Regions from separate parts of the Mus musculus genome. Here regions 1 and 2 are each linked to region 3. The links are chromatin contacts, called in public ChIA-PET and HiChIP or PLAC-seq maps. All regions are on one chromosome and are shown on one strand. The core of a region is the stretch at or near the end of the contact, and the rest is flanking DNA. Distances in the headings are between cores, read along the strand shown.

The links. ChIA-PET counts read pairs in DNA pulled down with a chosen protein or histone mark. HiChIP or PLAC-seq counts read pairs in DNA pulled down with a chosen protein or histone mark.
Region 1: an RNA polymerase II ChIA-PET map of memory CD8 T cells shows a contact between it and region 3, with 7 read pairs. The contact joins the enhancer-like site here to the promoter of Pigg in region 3. A contact is called at or near these places in 3 of 39 promoter capture datasets (3T3-L1-derived adipocytes, liver and maxillary cranial neural crest), 4 of 484 Hi-C or Micro-C datasets (Th1 cells, cerebral cortex, cortical neurons and 1 more), 4 of 115 datasets of contacts at active chromatin or transcription factors (astrocytes, embryonic limb bud, embryonic stem cells and 1 more) and 1 of 9 other capture datasets (liver).
Region 2: an HNF4G HiChIP or PLAC-seq map of pancreatic cancer cells shows a contact between it and region 3. The contact joins the promoter of Fgfrl1 here to the promoter of Pigg in region 3. A contact is called at or near these places in 2 of 39 promoter capture datasets (the C10 cell line and pre-B cells), 2 of 484 Hi-C or Micro-C datasets (both in embryonic stem cells), 3 of 115 datasets of contacts at active chromatin or transcription factors (embryonic stem cells, large pre-B cells and pancreatic cancer cells) and 3 of 9 other capture datasets (adipose tissue, liver and pancreatic islet).

What each region holds. Positions count from the first base shown.
Region 1 is chr5:107,923,631-107,928,499 of GRCm38.p6, forward strand. It overlaps Dipk1a (divergent protein kinase domain 1A), which reads right to left. Exons shown (of 5, transcript NM_026062.4): 2 at 955-1,089. Among named protein-coding and RNA genes, the nearest start is that of Gm26387, 19 kb to the left of the region's middle. Within about 2 kb of position 3,106, at least 78 of the 459 cell types and tissues checked have an H3K27ac peak or open chromatin away from gene starts, as enhancers often do. A contact at or near this core is called in Th1 cells and memory CD8 T cells, where this site is marked.
Region 2 is chr5:108,691,420-108,695,695 of GRCm38.p6, forward strand. Fgfrl1 (fibroblast growth factor receptor-like 1) reads left to right here and starts at 2,810. Exons shown (of 7, transcript NM_054071.2): 1 at 2,810-3,113; 2 at 3,476-3,699. The coding sequence starts at 3,633. It overlaps Gm42151 (predicted gene, 42151), which reads right to left and starts at 2,647. Exons shown (of 2, transcript NR_168910.1): 1 at 2,417-2,647.
Region 3 is chr5:108,309,886-108,314,152 of GRCm38.p6, forward strand. It overlaps Pigg (phosphatidylinositol glycan anchor biosynthesis, class G), which reads left to right and starts at 2,928. Exons shown (of 13, transcript NM_001310689.2): 1 at 2,928-3,193; 2 at 4,074-4,267. The coding sequence starts at 3,040.

The DNA of each region.
Region 1 (4,869 bases), core at 1,856-4,355, 390 kb before region 3:
CTCAGTAACTGTATTAATGTACAACACTTCAATATATGTACTGCGGTGAAAGTAGTAAGATCTCAGGGTTGAGCATGAGAGGTAGTTCAGCAAGAAAGGATGCTTGCTGCACCCAAAGTGCTTTCAGGCTACCTGAGTGTCGTTCTCCAAATCCACATCAGGCAGCTAAGGACTACCTGTAACTCCAGCTCTAGGAAACCTGATGCGCTATTCTGGTCTCAGCAGGAGCGCCACTCACACGCGTGTGCACACACGCACGCGCACACACTTTAAATGTTTTGCATAGAGATGGGTGTAGTTTGGAGGTAAGCACCTGCTTGAACGCTTGAGGTCCTTGGTTTGAACTAGCGTCCCATAAAAACAAACAAACAAATTCAAAAATAAATATATGGTCCTGAAATAAGTGTTTTGATATATGTTGAAAGATAGTAGTAGAAAATAAGGAGTTGACTTAATTAAGAAACTCAAGGATTTAAAATAAGTGTTCTACAACACTCACAGCCAGTAAATATGGCTATTACTCTTGCACTGATAAGGTAATTTTTATAAAATATACTGAATTACTCAGAGAGAAAATAAGTGATAAATATATACCCTTTAGATAAAGTTTAGTGTTTGATATGACTCTTTATTAAAAAAATATATATTCTAGAAAATCTATAATAACATACTTATGCCCTAAACATTTTTAAAATCTGATATATAATAAACCAAATTTCAAATATATTTGAAAATAAAAACCATTTCATAGTGAGATTGCTTCCACACTGATTTACCTGTACTACATATTTAGATTTCTGAGTACTGAATTTACTAAAAAGCTAGGACGTTCAGCACAACTGTAATATCAAATTGCCTTTACTGTTGAAGACATTTAATAATTAGGCCATTTATCATAACTATAGTCTGTTATAGGACATTTTTTAAAAAAACTAAAATATTTAAAATACTTACTATGATTTTCTTACAGTCCTTCCCTCTGCATAGCTCTGTATAGGTTGAATACTGCACATATATGATCCAGCTTCCGACAAAAACCACCAGCCAGGAAAAGAAAAGATACTTCACCCGCATGTAGGACAACCGAGCCTGCAAGCAAAGGTCACATGACAGTCAGTCAGCAGCAAGCTGGCACTCACCGCACTGGAACGGGCGTTCTCCTTGCTTGGAGAAGCACAATGTATAATCCAAGCTTTTATATGGCAGCTCTAGAACAAAGTGCATTGTCAAGAAGCCCAGACAACATGGGTCTTAGGAAAGTAAGGGAAACAAATACCCTTTCAGGATGTACGTTCGGCATCTCCAATGCCATTCAGGCCACTTACTCAATAAAGCACAACACCACTTCTAGACCAGGCGAGCAGACAAAACACTGTTTCAAGTGAGAATTTTAAAGGTCTTTATGAATAATCATAGTAATACTTAATATTTTAGCCAGGCAGTGCTGGCACACTCCTTTAACCCCAGCACTTGGGAGGCAGAGACAGGTGGATCTCTGTGAGTTCAAGGCCAGCCTGGTCTACAGAGCAAGTTCTTTTTTTTTTTTTTTCCCGAGACAGGGTTTCTCTGTGTAGCCCTGCCTGTCCTGGAACTCACTCTGTAGACCAGGCCTGCCTCAAACTCAGAAATTCGCCTGTCTCTGCCTCCCAAGTGTTGGGATTAAAGGCATGTGCCACCATGCCCGGCTCAGAGCAAGTTCTTAACACTAACCCTGAGTCCCAAATAGCCAGTACTACATAGGAAAACCCTGCCTGATCTGGTGTGTGTGTGTGTGTATGTGTGTGTGTGTGTACACAAGTCTGTAAAAATAAGATTTATCCAGGTATGTTGGTAGAAACCTGTATTCCAGCACTTGGGAGGTAGAGGTAGGAGAATCAGAGGTTCAAGGTCATTGTTAGTTATACTGAGTTGCCAGACAAGGCTATATAAGATCCTGTCTCAAAGAAGAAAAGCAAAGCAAAACAACAACAAAAAGAAAAACAAAAAGAAAGAAAAGCAAAAATTATTCCTTGCACGCCAATGGGCAAAGCTACACAACAGGCTCCCCTTTGCAATGTTTTGTGTGCGCTGCTCTGATATCTGATCTCAGCTGTTGATGCCTTTCTACATCAGCCATAGATCAAGCCATTCAATATTCAAACGTGGCGGTTGGTCAACACAGCCTGATAGTTACTTTTTGGATCTAGAGTTCCAGTGGTTCGATTTAATAAACAGTAGAACTGAGGTCTACAGATAGAACTGAGCAGAATAAATTAAGGATGCACACACACAATGAAAAGCTAGTTTTGCTTTTATATTCCCAAGCCAGTTTCTCACACTTGGAAACAGTAGAATACTGTGAGCAGGATGAGCTTGCAGAGAAAGCAGAAAGAGACTAAAGAGCCATGGTGCACGAGCAGGAGACAGCAAGCTCAAAGGGAAAACACACCCAACTCAGCAAGCACAAAGGGAAATGGTTCTATCTGCAGTTCAGACATCTGTCCTCAAGGGGTTTCACAGATGGTGAATCCCAGTACAAATAATTCAGGCCTTTGAGGGGTTTGTTTGTTTGTTTGTTTGTTTGTTTGTTTTTGTTTTTTGTTTTTTGTTTTGTTTTGTTTTTTCGAGACAGGATTTCTCTGTATAGCCCTGGCTGTCTTGGAACTTACTCTGTAGACCAGGCTGGCCTTGAACTCAGAAATCCGCCTGTCTCTGCCTCCCAAGTGCTGGGATGAAAGGCGGGCACCACCATGCCCGGCTGAGTCCTTTGAGTTTTATTACTAATTGTAAAAGCACTTTTAATGCAAAACATTTTTATATAGCACTAAGTGAATTCACACACACACACACACACACACACACACACACACACACACCACAAAATTAAATCACATGCAACACAATGGACCCAAGAGGCCTGTCTAAAAATCATTTGAGATTACTGGACCTAAGAAGTGTGATCATCAGCTATAAACTGACACGTGCTAGCATTCTGAGCCTCCACTAAGATTAAAGCCTGCAAAGCATGCTGTGCACCAAGCAGACACACACACACACAAAGTCCCCGTGCAAGAAGAGATCAACAATGCTGCCATTGGCTACAGCCGAAAAGGAAGGAAGCTCTGGATCGGATCAAACCTCTAGCTGCAACCACCCGTTCACAGGAAATGGTGGAGACAGCCGGTAGCACTGGCAACCTTGAAGCAAAGGACAGTTTGTGGCAAACTCCAGACTGTGGGAAACATGCAATACAAAGAGACCATTTCTTCAACAATTAAGTCACAAGGGTTAAGTCTAGACAAGGAGAAACTTAAGATTGGAAAATATTTATGAAACACAAGACAAAACCAACGAACAACAAGGAAACCAAAATGTATGCTAACACAGAGTGGGAAGCTATCAGTGCCCCAACCCGGAGGTAGAACTATAGGCAACTAAGCAACGATGAGCAGGGTAGACAGCCTTCTCAGAGTCACATCAAAGGGTTACCCAACACCACACAGTCAACCCTGAAATCAGTTACATAAATGAACCTTATACGGACTGAGCAGGTAGGTTGTAGTTGTATATTTAGGAATATATTATATATGTATGTACAATTTAAGAAAAAGAAGCCATGAATTCGAGGTGTGTGAGTGTGGTCTGGAGAAAGGAAAGGGAAGAAGAAAATGGTATCATTTTAATTTCAAGAAAAACTAAGAAAATGAAGTTTGAAAGTTTGGAAGTCAGCACTTGGGGCACAGAGGCTGACCTTCTTGAGCTCTAGACCAGTCAGGGCTACAAAGTGAGACCATCTCAAAACAAAACAGAATGAAACAAAGGGAAAATGGTATTGGTGACACAAGTCAAAAGTTTTTTTTTTCTGTGTGTGTATGTGTGTGTGGAGAGGTGTGTATTCAAGTGCCACAGGACAAGTGTGGTGGACAATTTGTGGGAATTAATTCTGTACAACCAACATGTGGCACCAGAGGTTGAATTCAGGTCCCCAGTTTGACGGTGCTAAGTCATCACATCCACACGCCTCTCTCCTCTCTCCTCTCTGTCTCTCCCATCTCTCTCCTCTCTTCTCCCTCCCTCCCTCCCTCCCTCCCTCCCTCCCTCCCTCCCTCCCTCCCTCCCTCCCTCCCTCCTTCCTTCCATCAGGTCCTTCCTCCATTCTAATTTTTTGAGTGCTGGGGACCAGACCCAAGGTTCTGTGCAAGCACGTGTCCCCGGAACTAATCCCTAAGCCTCACAAAGTACCACTAATACTTGGGAGACAATTGATAATTTGAAGTGCTGAGGATCACGCAGGAGGAATAATAAATGGTTTTAGAACTCATGGAAAGAATTTGGCTCACCGGTTAGCACAGCCAGGACGGTGTCTCTCAGTTGAGGCATGGTTCTGAGGACATCATGTTGTTGTGCAGTTCTGCTCTGCTTGCTGCCCTCACATCCCTCTTAATCTAAGAATTATGTGAAAACTCTAGGGGGCTTCCAGCCCCTCACTGGGCAGTATCTCTGGCACTCACAGTACTAATCCTTGATCTCTCTCAGGCATTGCTGCTGGAGCAGATTATTATCATTGCACTAGAGAAGAACTTAGAGACCTATTGTGAGCAATGACCACCAGCCTTAAAAAACTTTTGGAAAAAGAATGTTAGTGAAGCTGGGCTGAGATGCTTTTACTACTGGCTTTGATGTAGAACATCTTGGGGAACAATTTGAAGTTCAGAAAGGAACTCTGTTATTAGTTACGCGAGGAGCTTTTACGTTCAGGGACAAGAACAATGGCAGCACTAGCTCACGTGACTCTCTCTGAGGCTGAACTGGTGATGATAAATTTCTTATATCCATTTTTTTTGTTTTTGTTTTTTTGTTTCTTTTGTTTTTGTTTTTTGAGACAGGGTT
Region 2 (4,276 bases), core at 1,560-4,059, 380 kb after region 3:
CACTCCTGGCTTTCTGCAACAGAAATAATCACCGAAAACATGTGATGTTTCTACTTTCTAAGTCTGCTACCTGTTGCTTCTGTCCACCTTCCCCATCTGAGCTATAACTCCACATTTCTTTTCCTGGACATCTGGAATTATGCTGAATATTTCTATTTCTGCACATGCTTCTGGGATATGGCTGGGTCACTTGGAAGCTGGGGGATCCTCTGGGTCTCATTTTCACACATCATCAGGAAGGGGCAGAACTACTTGGTCTGGGTGAGTCTCCCCCACTTCAACTGAGGAAAGCTTATTTTTAGATTCTAGCAACTGCACTTGAACTTCGGGGTCTGACTTGGGCTGTGGACACTGTCTGACTGAACGCAGTGTTTCCTGTTCTAGAATTTTCCACGCTTGTTTTCTCTGTCCTTTCTGGAGGCCCTCGGTGCTGGATGGGGTTCTCTTCTTAAGTCTCTGGAAATCAGTGGATTTTTGTCCTCTTGCCCTCTAACTTGCATCTCACCTGGGCTCTGCCTTGGGCTGTTGAGGACAGTTGTTGGCAGCCATCTCCCGAGAAGTGCCTGTCTCATGTCTTCAGTGGCTTCCACACATATTTGTCACTGTTAATTATTTCAGGTGAGAGTACAAATCTAATCCTTACTACAGTTCAGTTTTCTGCAGGTCTCTTTAGCGGCATATGCACTTTTCAGCCTCTGCAGCTGATCCTGAGCTATCCTCAGTACGGTTGATTGTCTACCTTGTTCAGCCGCACTTCCAGACCATCACAGAGCCTGGTCTTACCAGGGCTCAGAGAATGAGGATCACAGAGAATTAGGAACCGCAGAGTTTACCTCTGCTGGCAGATGCTGCAAACAAACTTGTGATGCTCTGGAGTGGGATTGTCGAATGGACAGGGAATGGCCAACGGCCTAGGTTTCACTTTTAAAGGGGCAGGGCTTGCAACTCCGGTTTCGGGTTCCAAAGAGCAGTGAGGCGAGCCTAGCCAGGTTCCAAAGCTGCGCAGCGGTTTCCGGACAGCAGGAGTGGATACCCTGTGAGCACCGGGCAGGACGTGGAGGGGCGGGGCGGGGCTGGGGTGGTAAATTCCCTCCATAGCTGCCTAACCTATCACCTCCGCCAGGGGGCAGCGTGTTCTTTCACCGGGCAGGGGTAAGGAGTGGAGAACCTGGGCAGGTGGGCCACAGGGAACAGGTGCGGGGGCTGGGGGCTGGGGGCTGGGGGGGGGGGGGCGGCGGTCTCTTCAGCAGGGAACATATAAGGTGAAGGAGGCTGGAGGTGGTGACCAGGGGTTTAGGGCCTAGTGGCCAGGCAGAAGGGAAGCATAGAGTAGTGTTTCTCCCTTCCTGGCACACCTGTACTGACACACCTGTCTTTGAACAAGCCTCACTCACCTGTGGTCTCTGCACCTTCCCGTCTAACTTCAATCCATTGCCTACCTTTTTCTGCCCATTGGGCTCATTTGCTTTTAACCTCCCCACACTACAGAGCCACCTCCACACACAACTGCTCTTGGTTGGCAGCAACACAATGTTGTTGCACTACATGCTTCGGTGGCATCTCCTCACAAAACTTTCTGTGGAGCCAGGACCTACTCAGACTAGTCAGGACCCACTCTGTCTGTTTTAAATGCTTTCTGTGACCCCAGTACTAGCCCAAATTCTCTGGTAGCCCAGAGAAAGTTCCATGGGCTGCTTCTGAGACACAGCGTTGCAGTTGAGATGGGTACTTGGACCTTCATGCAGAGGAGACAAGGTTCACCTCCATTTGCCCACACTAGCCCAGAAACAGAATTTGGGGCTAGGAACACTAGGCTATTCCTCGGTTTCATTTTTCTCTGACAGGCTTCCGGAAAGAGGGGGTGCTTCTTAGCTTAGAGAAGAAAAGTTGTTTGGATCAGGGTCCTTGAAAGCGGAGCTTAGGAGTGGTCTCTTGGGAGGCACTACCGGGGCGTCAAAAATTATGGGATTTATGTTGAGAAAACTGGCAAGACTCATGTTTTGATGAATTTTGGCTCTGGTGAGTGAGGGTAGGCAGGAAGCTGTCTGGAGAGATCGCGGGGGATGGATCAGGATGCTGCTGAAGGGAGCTAGTGAGGTTTGGGAAACTCACCAGTCTTTCTGTTTGATGGGTGCAGGGGTACAGCAAGACACTTGCTAAGTAGCAAAGACAAAAGGGTGTGTTGATTACTATCACAAAGCAGGTGAGGTGCAGAGAAGTATCCAGGTGGGCTGTAGGACCCTCTCAGCCTTCCTAAGGTCCTAGGTACAACTAGATGCTCAAGTCAGGGCTTCGTTGGACTCCAGCACTGGAGATCTGCGCCATCTCCCCCCCCCCCCCCGCACCTTACCCCCCCACCCCCACCCCCCCACCCCCCGCCCTCAAACCAGAGCAGCACAGCGGCCTCTCTACTCACAAAAGCTCGAAGGTTCCGTTCAGCTCCCTTCCTCCTGTTTAAAGCCGGGAGTAGAGACAGTGCAGTAACGGCCAGCTCTGGGGGCCAGGGGCCTAGCTGGTGCAGATACCGAGTGGGCTCCGCGGCCATCAGCTGGTCTTCAGGCTAGCGGGACCGCGCGTTCCCAGAGCCCAGGGGCGGGGGCGCGGCGAGGCAGGGCCGACTGGGCGCGCTCCGGGGAGCCGCCAGCCTGAAGGGCAGAAGCACTGCGAGGGTTAAGCAGCGAGCCTGGCGGGCACGTGTGCGGATTGGAGCAAAGTTTCGGGGAGGGGCGGGGAACGGGGCGGACTGGGGCTCGCAGATTGGCCGGAAGTTGTGCGGGGCGGAGCTCAGGGCTGCTCCGCGCTCGCTCCGGGAGAGTTGACAAAGCCCCGCAGGGAAGGACGCCTCGCGGCGCGGCGCCCCGGGCCCCTCGCCCCGCCGCCCCTCTTCCCCGCCCTCGCCAAGCCTCGCCGTTTATCCGCGCGGACAGCGCGCCCCGCGCCCCAGCCCGGCCCCAGCCGCCAGCGCCCAGGTAGCGCCGCCCCGCCCAGGCCGGGCCCGGGGGCGCGGGGGGCGGGATGCGGCGCCCGGGGCAGCGATGACCGCGTCGCGCTGCTCAGGGGCCCGGCTCTGACCCCGTTGCCTGCTGCGCGCCCCCGCGCTGATCCCTGTCGAGGTGAGCCGGGCTGTACGTCCGCGACCCCCGGAGGGAGGGCTGGAATGGGTTAGAGTGCGGGGCGCGAAGGGCAGGGCCGCGATCACTGTGCGGGGCGGGAGCCGGGCTCGCGCCGTAGCTGCTCCTGTGGGGCCCGCGGCCCTGCCCCGCGCCCCGCCCCCCCTTGAGCCCCACGTGGGCCCCCCAGCGCAAATTTGTCCGCTAATGGCGCAGGCGATTATCTGCGGGGCCGCTCGGTGTTGTGTGTCCCGCGGGCAGGGCCCGAGTTACAAGCGCCAGGAATCCAGACGGTGTTTGGAAAGGGGGCGGCGGGGGCGGCTGGTAATTAGTGTAAACCCTTTGTCTGCCTTTGATACGCTCAGCGTCTACGCGCCTCGCTTCCTTTGCCTGGAGCTCGGCGCCGAGGGGGGCCGGACCCTGGCTCTGCGGCCGCGACCTGGGTCTTGCGGGCCTGAGCCCTGAGTGGCGTCCAGTCCAGCTCCCAGTGACCGCGCCCCTGCTTCAGGTCCGACCGGCGAGATGACGCGGAGCCCCGCGCTGCTGCTGCTGCTATTGGGGGCCCTCCCGTCGGCTGAGGCGGCGCGAGGTGAGTCCTGGCGCCCAGTCTGGCGCTTTGGCCTCTGCAGCGCCGCCCCTTTCCCACCAGCCCTGAACTCTGCCACACAGTGCCCGCCTGGCACACTCCTCCCCTCCCTGTCTGCTCCATCGCAGCAGATCCTCCCCCCAACCCCCATCCTTAACCTGAAGTACTGTCGGTTTTACATGCCTCTACCTCACTCTTGGGGTTACCTAGTCACAATCAGATACCCCCAGCTCACCCTCTTTGGCTGACACCTCATGTAAAGGGCCCCAGAATCATTTGACTGTTGGCCTTGCCTAGGTCCTTTCCAGGACAGCCTCATAATCTTGCATAAACACACTTTCAGGTGCATATCTAGATGGAGAGCAGGTGGTTGTCACCCCTCCCCCAGATTCTTGGGGAGTGGACTCTTTGTGGGAGCAGAAAACCTAATTGGGTCCCTGGGAACTTGCAGAGACTCACACAGTGCCTAGCTGAATATAGAGAACATTGGTGATATCTTGGTGATTGGAGCTCGCTCTGATCCAGCCCTCAGCTGACCCAGCTCTGGACCCTTGGCTTGCTTATCAATTACAGGTAGCAT
Region 3 (4,267 bases), core at 1,678-4,177:
AAGTCCCTATACACATTAAGTAAAGGGCATAAGTTATTTCACTAAGAACAGTCTGAGTGGCTGTTTTACTGTATTGTAACACTCTGGGGAAGAATTTTCCTTCCTGAAGAGACCATCGCTGAACCTTAGGCCTGCTTGGCAGGCTGGGCTCACACCCTTGTTGGCCCTGTAGCTACTGCTGCCCTTGCCACTGGCATTAGCAGGTGAGACCTGGGATCCAGAGTTCCTGCCCTGTGCGGGCTTCCCTTCTGAGAGCTGTTTCCAGATGGACCAGAGAACCATAGAATCCCTGGTTCAGGGAAGGATGATGGAGGTGAGAGAGAGAGATAAGAGACAGACAGACAGACAGACACATACACACACACACACACAAACACACACACACACACACACAGAGAGAGAGAGAGAGAGAGAGAGAGAGAGAGAGAGAGAGAGAGAGAGAGCAGAGCCAGCCTGAGTCTGCCATACATGCTGTGTGCTATGAATGGCAGAACTAGAGAAATGGAGCCTTTTGGAGCTCAGAAGAGTATGAAGTCAAGTTTTTGAGTTGTACTTTCGGACTTAGGGTTTCTTCTCATTTTATTATGACTGTTTCCTGATTCTTTCCTCTTGGAGTAAGAAAGTATATAACTTAATTTTGATTTTACAGGAGTGCACAGTTGAGAGACTTTGAATATATTTTAAGAGATGGAACGTTAAAACTGCATGAGTTTGGGACTGGAGAGATGGCTGTAGTTAAGAGCACTGATTGCTCTTCCAGAGGTCCTGAGTTCAATTCCCAGCAACCACATGGTGGCTCACAACTGATACCCTCTTCTGATCTGTCTGAAGAGAGTGACAGTGCATTCACATACATAAAATAAATCTTAAAAATAAATAAAACCCCTGAGTTTTAAAGTTACTTATGTCATATATTATTAGTATTATATGAGATCTTAGGGATAAAAAAAATAAAGGAACAGAGTTGAATAATTTATTTGCATACCAAGTTGTCAAGGGTCAATTATCCTGGTTGGGCTTTGTTTTTGTTTTTTCCTCAACTTGACACAAGCTAGAGTCAAGGATCTGAGAAGAGGATAGTGGACTAAACCTCTGAATGTAAGGCAACCCCAATTAAATGTTTTCCTTTTATAAGAGTTGTGGTCATGGTGTCTCTTCACAGCAATAGAACATTGACTAAGACAAACTGTGACCCAGGATATTTAAGCCAAATAAGCCTTTTGCTCCCAAAGATGTTTTGGTCATGGTGTTTTATAACAGCAATAGAAACCCTAAGACAACATGTAACACTTCAAACTATATAGTCTGAAGTTTTAATTGGTTAATCATTCTTGTAGGAAGTTAAGTGTAAGGTGGTATTCTTTCAGGAACTTTTGTTCATAGAAGTTCATGTTTATGTGAAATGAGGAATAATGTACACACTGCAGTTGGTAGTCTAGCGGGACAATAGAGTTCGTGTCTTCTGTGTTTTGTTTTGTTTTTCTCTTCTGCTTAGTTGTTCTGTCCATTATCAACACTAGGATATTAAAGTGTCTAAACAGTGTTCTTCTATTTCCTATTTCTACGTTCATTTGTCAGGACTTGCTACATGTACTTTACTGATATTTTATGTGCACATGCATGTATATTCCTGTGGTACTGTCTTACTGATATTTTGATTTAATAAGACAGTGTGGTATTGTCATAAAAACACCTAATTAATAAACTATGTCATTAACTAATCACTGATAAATTCAAAGGCTACACACACACACACACAATTTATTTGTTTGTTTATTTTTATTCCCTTCCCCCCTCCCCCAGACAGGGTTTCTCTATGTAGCTGCTGTCCTGGAACTTGCCTGGAAGTCACAGAGATCCATGACATAATATTTTTAACACCACTCATGTTGGGTAAACATGCAGAAGAATGGAACTGGACCCTTCCTTTATACATACAGAAATATCAAGTAAAAATGGGTTAACCACTAAAATTTAATATCTGAAGCTATAAAACTCCTATAAGAAAAAGGTGAGAAGAAACTTCACCAAAACTGATGCTTTTTTTCCCCCTTAAACATATAACACCAAATTCACAGAGAATTACCACCAAAAAAAAAAAAAAGTACGTGTGATTATGGTAAACTGAAAAAAAAAAAACATGAACTAGATGAAAATTTAGCTTACAAATCAAATATAAAGGTTGCTATCCAAGATATTAAGGAATTCATACAACTTAACAGCAGCAAAACCTCTATCTTGTTCTTGGCTTCCTAGAAAAACAGAGTTCGTGAGAAGGGGTTTGGGTCTTTTGACTTACAGAAGCAAGGTCCGCAAGGAGAATGAGTGTGCACAAAGGAAGACAAGGCTGGGGTGGACTCTGTTCAAAGACCGGCTTCTGTCTCATTGCATGAGCCCGGGAAAATTCCCGCATCTAGAGCGGAAAGACCTTGCCTACCAAACACGTGGCCCCCTACGGTTTAGAGGTTCCTTCCAGAGGACAGCTTTCCAAAGAAGGGGAGCACACTCACTGATTGCCAATCGCATCAGGATCGCTTAATCTGCAGGCTTGCCCCAGACCCGAGTCTGTCAGAGTCGTCCTGTCAGAAAACTGGGGCCATAACACCAGGAGGAAGTGAGTAGGACTAATAATACACCAGAAACACCAGCAGCTAAATACTGCACCGACACTGGGCAGCGCTAGATGCGCCTGGCTCAAGGCGCACAAACTTGGAATCCTGAGATGGCGGGGCAGGTGCGGGGACTCTCGGTGGCACCGGAAGCGAGGCTCCCGAATGGATCAGCCGGGGATTCCGTGGACCTTTGGGTTCGGGAGGAGGCAGGGACTCCCGGGAGAATCACCCCGGGGCCGGTCCGCGGGGAACGTCGTCAGGGAGCGACCGCGGGCACTCGCCACTCTGACGTACTTCCTGTGCGCTGGGGCTGGCGAGGCAGGCTGGGAGGGAGCTCTTGACAGTCCGGGTGTGGGCTCTGGGTGCGGGTTTGCAACGCCCGCTGTTACACTAAGTTTCGGGCCGACCGGCCCAGCGGCAGGGCAGAATGCGGCTGGGCTCCGGGGCCTTCGCTGCCAGCTGCGTAGCGATTGAGGTGATCGGGGTCGCGATATTTATTCGGGGATTCTTCCCAGCTCCTGTTCGTTCCTCTGCTAGACCAGAGCACGATGCAGAGACCCCAGCGCCCGAACCCGTAGCAGGTATAGCCCCCCGCCCCCATCTCGGTGGTTCCCGCTTTCATTCTGCCCCACCACGGAAACAATTTGTATTGTTTTAGTGTTGTTTGTGTATCATACACCTTCGAGGCATTCGCAGCCTCCCGCCCCATGTCGACCTATGTGATAATCAGAGGATTCCCAGAGTAACTCCGACTTTGCGTCTTGTTTGCCGCTGTTCAGTGATTCGTACCCCTTTTCCTAATAATCCTTTCAATCACTACCAATTTAGGTTTCCAGTTTTGGACCCATAGGGCATAACAGGTGATGTTTCTTCAGATCTCCTCCAGTTTTCTACAACTCTCCCCCAGAAGACCTCCCGGCCCTCAGTGCTTAGGGCCTCTCTGCATTAGCACCCTAGTAGCCTCACCAACACAGAAATAAACACCTGATACCCACTCCGCTGCAGTGAAACAGGTCCATATAATCACAGCCACTGGACATGTAAACCCATAGGTTCACTGCCTGCAAGACTAGGCTTTAGGGCAAGCTCAGGGAGGCACAGTTTCCAACTGTATGTCTCTTAGGTAGAAGTGGCCCTGTCCTGGACTCTTCACCTTGCTAAGAGTAGTGCACTACACATTCCTGGGATACCTACTCATTGTTAACATACTGTCCAGCCTAGCCAGGAGATGCCCTTCTTGGTAGTCACCTGCAGGCTGGTTACAACCCTTGAAGGAACCTTCACAGTTGTCTTGTTTGGTTTCTTAGAAAATTAACACAACACTGGCTACCCAAAATGGGCCTTCTTTCAGGTTGAAATAGATTTGATGTGTGCTAGAAGAACAAAGGAAAAAGACATTGAAGGCAATGGAGTGCTGAATGGAGTTTAAAATTTAATTTCCCCTTTTCTAAATACTTTTAGGAGTCCGTTCGAACTGGACCAAGCTGCCACCACCTCTCTTCAGTAAAGTGGTTATTGTGTTGATAGATGCATTAAGAGATGATTTTGTGTTTGGGTCGAAAGGTGTGAAGTATATGCCCTACACAACGTATCTGGTAGAAAAAGGAGCATCTCATAGCTTTGTGGCTGAGGCAAAGCCACCCACAGTTACTATG